2 separate regions of the Mus musculus genome follow, and region 2 is linked to region 1. The links are chromatin contacts, called in public ChIA-PET maps. All regions are on one chromosome and are shown on one strand. Each heading gives the region's core, a stretch centred on a gene start, on an enhancer-like site or on the middle of the called end of the contact. The rest is flanking DNA. Distances are from core to core; before and after follow the strand shown.

The links. ChIA-PET counts read pairs in DNA pulled down with a chosen protein or histone mark.
Region 2: a contact with region 1 is called in an RNA polymerase II ChIA-PET map of effector CD8 T cells, with 9 read pairs. The contact joins two enhancer-like sites. A contact is called at or near these places in 3 of 39 promoter capture datasets (embryonic stem cells, liver and stem cell-derived epiblast-like cells), 1 of 115 datasets of contacts at active chromatin or transcription factors (effector CD8 T cells) and 2 of 9 other capture datasets (embryonic stem cells and liver).

The regions. Positions count from the first base shown.
Region 1 is chr10:19,611,988-19,615,553 of GRCm38.p6, forward strand. No RefSeq gene overlaps it. Among named protein-coding and RNA genes, the nearest start is that of Il22ra2, 8.3 kb to the right of the region's middle. Within about 2 kb of position 1,369, at least 127 of the 459 cell types and tissues checked have an H3K27ac peak or open chromatin away from gene starts, as enhancers often do. A contact at or near this core is called in effector CD8 T cells, where this site is marked.
Region 2 is chr10:20,099,043-20,102,341 of GRCm38.p6, forward strand. It overlaps Map3k5 (mitogen-activated protein kinase kinase kinase 5), which reads left to right. Exons shown (of 30, transcript NM_008580.4): 16 at 463-590; 17 at 1,019-1,155. Among named protein-coding and RNA genes, the nearest start is that of Map7, 70 kb to the right of the region's middle. Within about 2 kb of position 1,954, at least 3 of the 459 cell types and tissues checked have an H3K27ac peak or open chromatin away from gene starts, as enhancers often do. A contact at or near this core is called in effector CD8 T cells, where this site is marked.

The sequences.
Region 1 (3,566 bases), core at 119-2,618:
ATTCATTAGTCAGTTCTGTGTGTGTATCACAGTTTTAATCTTTAAAGCTTTCTTCTAGTGTATATTAGAGCTCTCAGCATTGTGACAGACGCCTGAGAGAAACAACTGATGGGAGAAGAGATGTATTTGGGCTCACGGCTTTGGAAGTTTCACACCATGGTCAGCAGTCACCGTTGCTTTTAGGTGTGTGGTAAAACAGAAACATCAGGACCAATGGACATGCCAAAATCACGTCATGACATCCAGGAAACAGAAAAATAGCAGGATGGGCCAGAGTAAAAATAGACTGTTCACACCCATGCCGTCCAATGTCGCCCCTACGCTCCAGTTCCAGTGTTGTTTACTCAATAGACTAACTCATCAGTGGCTTAAGACGTTAGATCTGAGCCCCAGGCTCTGTTCATCTGTGGGAAAGCCCTCAGCTACTGAGGAGTGCGCTTCACTAGTCTAGGCATCTTTCTACTGATTTTTTGTAATAATTGTTTTTTGTTTTGTTGTGTTTTGTTTTTTTTTTTAATTATCTATGTATACAAGTACATTGTGGCTATCTTTCAGACATACCAGAAAAGGGCATCAGATCCCATTACAGATGATTGTGAGCCACCATGCGGCTGCTGGGAATTGAACTTAGGACCTCTGAAGAGCAGTCAATGCTCTTAACCACTGAACCATCTCTCTAGCCCCTAGCTGTTTTGGGGGGCTTTGTTTGTTTGTTTGTTTGTTTGTTTTCTAAGGTCAACTATAGACTTACAGACTTTTTTTTCTTTGCCAGATTCCACCCCTTCCCCCATTTGAAGTTCTTTGGGGATTTGAATCAGCATTCTATCACTATAATGCTTACTAATAATGACTAATTTTCCATAGTTAAATGCTCTTCAATACAAGTCTTTTATGTCCCTTATTCGCTTTAGACATCCTAAGCACAGGGTATTTCTTACTACGTTTATTTTTAGCATGCTGTTCTATGTTTTGTGTTGACAAATGGAATATTCTCTCATATTGAGGTTTATGAATGGCTTCATGTTTAAACAGAAATACTATCACATCAAGTCATCTAAGCCTTTTCATGGTTTCTGACTGGCTTCCCCAGTGAGTATTTGCGCTTTCACAGGTTAGAGCCTTTGCTGGGTGCTGTCCTCTTACCTCAGGGCAGCTCCCCTGGGGTTCCAGTACAGAGCACAGCCAAGCCATTGCTTCACCCAGCCTTGCCTTGTAACCATACGCCTGTCTACTCAGTCTGCACTTCATCTCTCTCCCTCCTTGCTCCTTTTCACGGTAACTCAGCATAAAAGTGGCAAAACAGCGGCTGCTATCTTGCCTTGAAATTTCCTTCACTGAGCAGAGTCTGTTACTTTAAAACAGCCTGTCTCAAGGTCTCAGGAAACGGGCAAGAGGAAGCCAGATTCTATGCCACATTGTAACCTCATGAGCCAGCCCCCAACAGCCTCCAGTCTCTCCTCCTAGTCTTCCAAACTCCCACCACAGCTGTTGAGCTGTTTACAAGTTTCTAAGGGAGTTTTCAGCCTGGATTCTCAAACTCTTCCATAATCCTCTCACAGACGCTCTAAAGACCATAACAGTCATACCAACACCCTCATAACAACACCACTCTCAGTACCGACTTAGTGACAAGCATGAATTACTTGTGTTGTAGATTAGGCGCTCTGCCAGCCTGACTTTGGGCAACTCAGCCACAGCCACTTAAGTAACTCACCACTGTCAGGGGCTGTGCCTTTCCACCATGCAATAGGAGAACCTTTTAAAGTGTGCTGGCCACCCCAGATCTCTGTGGGCATCTTGCTTATTCATTCTGTCTGTATCTGTTTCTGTCTCCATCTCCCTGTCTGTTTTCTATCTGTCTGTCTGCCTATTTGTCTGTCTGTCTGTCTGTCTGTCTGTCTGTCTCCCTGTCTGTCTCCCTGTCTACCTGTCTGTCTCCCTGTCTGTCTGCCTGTCTGTCTGTCTGCCTGCCTATCTTCCTGTCTGTCTGTCTGCCTATCTTCCTGTCTGTCTGTCTCCCTGTCTGTCTGTCTGTCTGTCTGTCTGTCTGTCTGCCTGTCTGACTGACTGTCTGACTTTCTGTCTGTCTGCCTGTCTCCCTGCCTGTCTCCCTGTCTGTCTGTCTGCCTATCTTCCTGTCTGTCTGTCTGCCTGTCTCCCTGCCTGTCTCCCTGTCTGTCTGTCTGCCTATCTGACTGACTGTCTGACTGTCTGTCTGTCTGTCTGTCTGTCTGTCTGTCTGTCTGACTAGCTGGTTCATGCCCCCACTCTGAGACACCCTTTCAATCTCCTCTGTCTCCCAGCAGATGTCTTGCCTTCAGCCTATTCTGTGGCATGATCTCTGAGTATCACACCTTGGCCCCAAACCACCAGGGTACCTGGACAGAAGCGGATTTGGGAGAGAGTGTTTGCTTGGCCTACAGGTTGAGAGGTTACATCCCCGTCACGGAAAGCTTAGTGGGAAGAGCTGCAAACACTGAGTGATAGTTGGGAAGCAGGAAGGTTAATAGAAGGGTCAGGGGCAATTTAAAACCTCAAGTTCCACCTCCAGTGACCCACTTCCTCCAGCAACCCCCACCTTCCTACATTATACAACTTCCCAAACAAAGTGACACCATCAGGAACTGCAGGGACTTTCAGTATGATGGAGCCAAGGTATGGTTAAGGGGCAGGCTTTTATTGTAGACATGAGGGAGAACACAGCCAGAGGTGTCTCCACAGCAGGGAGGGAGGGAGGGAGGGAGGGACGGAGGGAGGGAGGGAGGGAGGGAGGGAGAGAGAGAGAGAGAGAGAGAGAGAGAGAGAGAGAGAGAGAGAGAGAGAGAGAAAGAGAAAGAGAAAGAGAGAGAAGAGGATTGAACAGCATTATAAGGAGAGATTGGCAGTGTGCAGGGCTGGGAGAAGGTTGGGATTCAGGGTAAACCAGAAGAACTGAGAAGAGCCAGAATGCCAGCATAGACTCTACAACAGGTACTTGTGACAGTGGGAGAGCGTGGAGGCCACCATGTGCCTCCATATGCTAATAGGCAGCACAGTTTGCCTTTTGCCCCTTCTGCCAGAGATAAATGGCCCCTTTGATGGAGGGGAACCAGCTTCAGGAGTTGCTGAGGAAAGCTGACTTTTTCTCTACCTGACAGAACTTGGGGGAGTTTTCTTTAGACCTGACAGGGACCAAATAGTCAAACGCGTGAACCAACAGGGAAGAGTTCACATAGTTGGACTAAAGTAGAGCATTCCCTATCCAATGAAGGTAAGTGACTCGGATAACAAAGGCAGCTGCTAGGGAGGACTGGTGTTTGGGGTGAGCAGACAGGAAGCCACTGTTAAGACAATTTAAAGCAAACATGACAGAGGTGAGGCAGTGAGTGGCTATGTCTCAGGAACAGCATTCAAGACAGTGGAGAGACTGTGCCTGGCATGGTTTTTTTAAAATGTCAAAAAGGCCATGAAGGTGGTGAGCTGTAGATAAAGAAGAGGATATGCCGGAGATTAATTTAGAAGTAATGAAGTCAGCGTATATAAAGTCCAATAAGCCACTGTGGAAACTTTGGCTCTCATTCTGAATG
Region 2 (3,299 bases), core at 704-3,203, 490 kb after region 1:
AACCATCGGGAAGTTGTGACTGAACATGATTAAGACATTAGGAATATTTGTCCCCTGATGGAGTGGTTACGATGCTGAAGCCAGTGGAGCAGGCTGCCATGCTAAAAAAGTGGTGTGAATAGTATCTAATCTCCTAGGTCAAGACTTAAGTCTGCCACTAGCTTTGTGATCTTTGGTCATTCTTCTATTCATCACTTCTCTTGTCTGTAAAATGGTGTCCCATAACTAGTACGTTTAGTGAAAAGAAATGAGTTGATCTATGCAAGGAGCTTGAACAATATCCAACACTTCCCCTCAGTCCTGCTGCAGCTGCAATGTCATAGAATTTATGAGAAATAAAGGCCTTGGACGGTCATTGGTTTTATTTGTGGGCACAGTTTAGCTGGTGTTTTTAGTGTTGCTTAAGTTAATACTCTAAAGTCTGTCTGATGCTTAGCGTACTGACATTTGCGTGTCTTCCAGATACTCTCAGCCCCTGCATGAAGAAATCGCCCTGCACAAGCATCTGAAACACAAAAACATTGTCCAGTATCTGGGCTCCTTCAGTGAGAACGGCTTCATCAAAATCTTCATGGAGCAAGTCCCAGGAGGTAAGGGGTGCCTGTCTTACCTTCAGAAGTGTGAATTTCTAAGGCCTGAAGAAGAGCTAGATTGAATGGAATTTGTTAGAGTCCAGATCTTGATTTGTCTGTGTTGAGACAATGGTCAGATGGGTGACATGAACTTGACGCTACTCAGCAGGCAGTACAGACATTTTGAAACCGGTCTAGTTTCAGTCACTGTGGCATGGATTGAATGAAGCTAGCAACTGAGTATCCTATTACTGGCTGCCTTCAGAATAGGGATATTTTCATACATGTTCCTATGTTTCATACATGTTCCTATTTGAACCCAGGCAACCAGCAGAGTCTGGCCTACTGTGAAGAGCCAGTGCATTCTGGCTTCATTTAGTGTCACGCTATGTATTTGCTTTAAAGAGCTTGAATGAGTTTTGCTCACTGTTTCTCTTATCTTATAGGAAGCCTCTCTGCTCTCCTTCGTTCAAAATGGGGCCCATTAAAGGACAACGAACAGACGATTGGCTTCTATACGAAGCAGATACTGGAAGGATTAAAATACCTTCACGACAATCAGATAGTCCACCGGGATATAAAGGTAGGGTGCCCCATGCCTCAGCCTCCTGCGGTTCTTTCTGGGTACTACTATATCCGAAAATGTCATGTTGTGTTCTGAGTGTTCATTGTGAGTGGGGAGTAAGGAAATGGGAGCGGGTAACAGAGCTGCCAGTTCTTGTCCCCTGCGCACAGTTATGTTCATGCCATCGTCTTCCGTATGGTATAGCTTCCTTACGCACTGAAGCAGTAGACTTTGCTGCCATTCTGTGGGGTTTTCTAGGAGCTCTGTAGGGTGGACTTTAGTACTCCCATGTTGAACAGGACATGGCCTCTTCCTGAGGATCTGCCATGCCTATTAATCCTTATATAAAGTACTAAAATAAAAACATCGGCTTCTCTTGAAAAACTGAATGTTCAAAAGTAATAAACCTTAGCTTTTTGAAATTAAAATATAATTACATCATTTCCCTCCTATTTCCCCTTCTCTCTCTCTAACCCTTCCTCTACATCCCCTTGCTTTCTTTCAAGTTCATGGCCTCCATTTCTCTAATTGTTGAGATATATATTCCTAAATGTGTAAATACAATCTGCTCAGTCTATAAAGTGTTTCTTGATTTCAGGGCTGACCTCTTGGGATTGGATAACCAATCTGGGGGCTCCTCCCTGGGGAAGAGTTCTATTTCTCCTGCTCTCAGCATTGCTTATTTGCCTGTAGTTCTTTGTCTAGAGTGGATGTCCCATGAGATTTTTGACTTCCATGTTAGTGTGTCTGTTGGTGTCATCTTTGTCTAGGTCTTGTTTAAGCAGCCACGTTGATGAGACTTCCTGGGTGTAGCCTCTCTCACCTTTCTAGGAGAGGAAACCTCACAGCAAACTTTCTGTTACTTTCTGGATCTTACAATCTTTCTGTCTTCTCTTCTGCCATGACTCTCAAGCCTTTGGTGAAGGAGCTGTGTTGTAGGTGTATGGTTGGTCCAGGGTGACAGACAATACTGTCACTTCTCTGCATTTTGATCAATTACAGATTTCTTTATTGGTCTGTCTATTGCAAAGAGAAGTTGCTTTGATGAGAAATGAGAACTATACTTTTCTGTGGTCATAAGCATAAATGTTTTCAGAATGGAGTTAGGGGTCATGGCGCTTTAGTAGAGTGGTAGATAGTGGATCTCCTCCAAGGTTCATGACTTTATAGTCCCTTGCAATTGGCTGGGTTTCTAGTGCTAAGCTTGATTTCCCTCTTGTTGAGTGAACCTTAAGTCCAGTTAAGAACTCTTGGTTACCAGTAAATATGCTTACCACTATGCTCTTAGGGATACTGTGCGGTGCTAGTTTTGGTTCATAGGCATCATAGCTGGGTACTTCCTTTCTTTGGAAGCTTGCATGGCATCTTCTGCTACAACGAAGGCTCGGCCTCATGGAGGAAGCTCTAAAATCAGAGCCAGCTTGGATCCCTCATGTCTGTGTCCAAAGTATATGGTATGTTCAGCAACAGAGACTTCCGTTCAGCCTCTGGGAAGCATCCAAGGCAGTGACAATAGCCAGGTATAGGGAGTCTCTTCGACAACTCTAACCCACAGCTCAAAAGGCTACGTCTCATGCCTGGTGCTGGGGCTTTTGTTACTAGTGTATGGCTTCTGGGGAGAGCATTGTCAGCCCAGATGGGAAATTTCATATATATAGTATGTGTGCATATGTGTATATATGTATAGGCTTGCATGTCTTATATGTAATTCTGATAGATAATAACTGATTCCTTATGACTTTTTCTTACTCTTATTTTACCCTCTTCTCTCCTGCTTTATTAACTTCCCTCCACCTCCCTAATTACCAGGACAGCCAGAGGTACACAGAGAAACCCTGTTGCAAAAAAAAAAAAAAAAAAAAAAAAAAAAAAGTGCCCCTGCTTTTCCCTCTACAAGTCAGTTGCACCCAGATATTTACCTATATTGATTCCCACCATGCTCCATGGTTCCTTTTACCTTCTGGTTTCTGTGGTTAGTCTAGTTTATTTGCTCACATCTGAAGACTTGGAGCTAGGGACCACAGATGAGAAAGAACATGGGGCATTTGTCTTTCTGGGTTTGGGACATCTCACTCAACATGATCTTTTCTAGTTCTGTCCACCTGCCTGAAAAGTTTATGATTTCATTTTTCTTTACAGCTGAGCAGTCCCCCATGATGTAT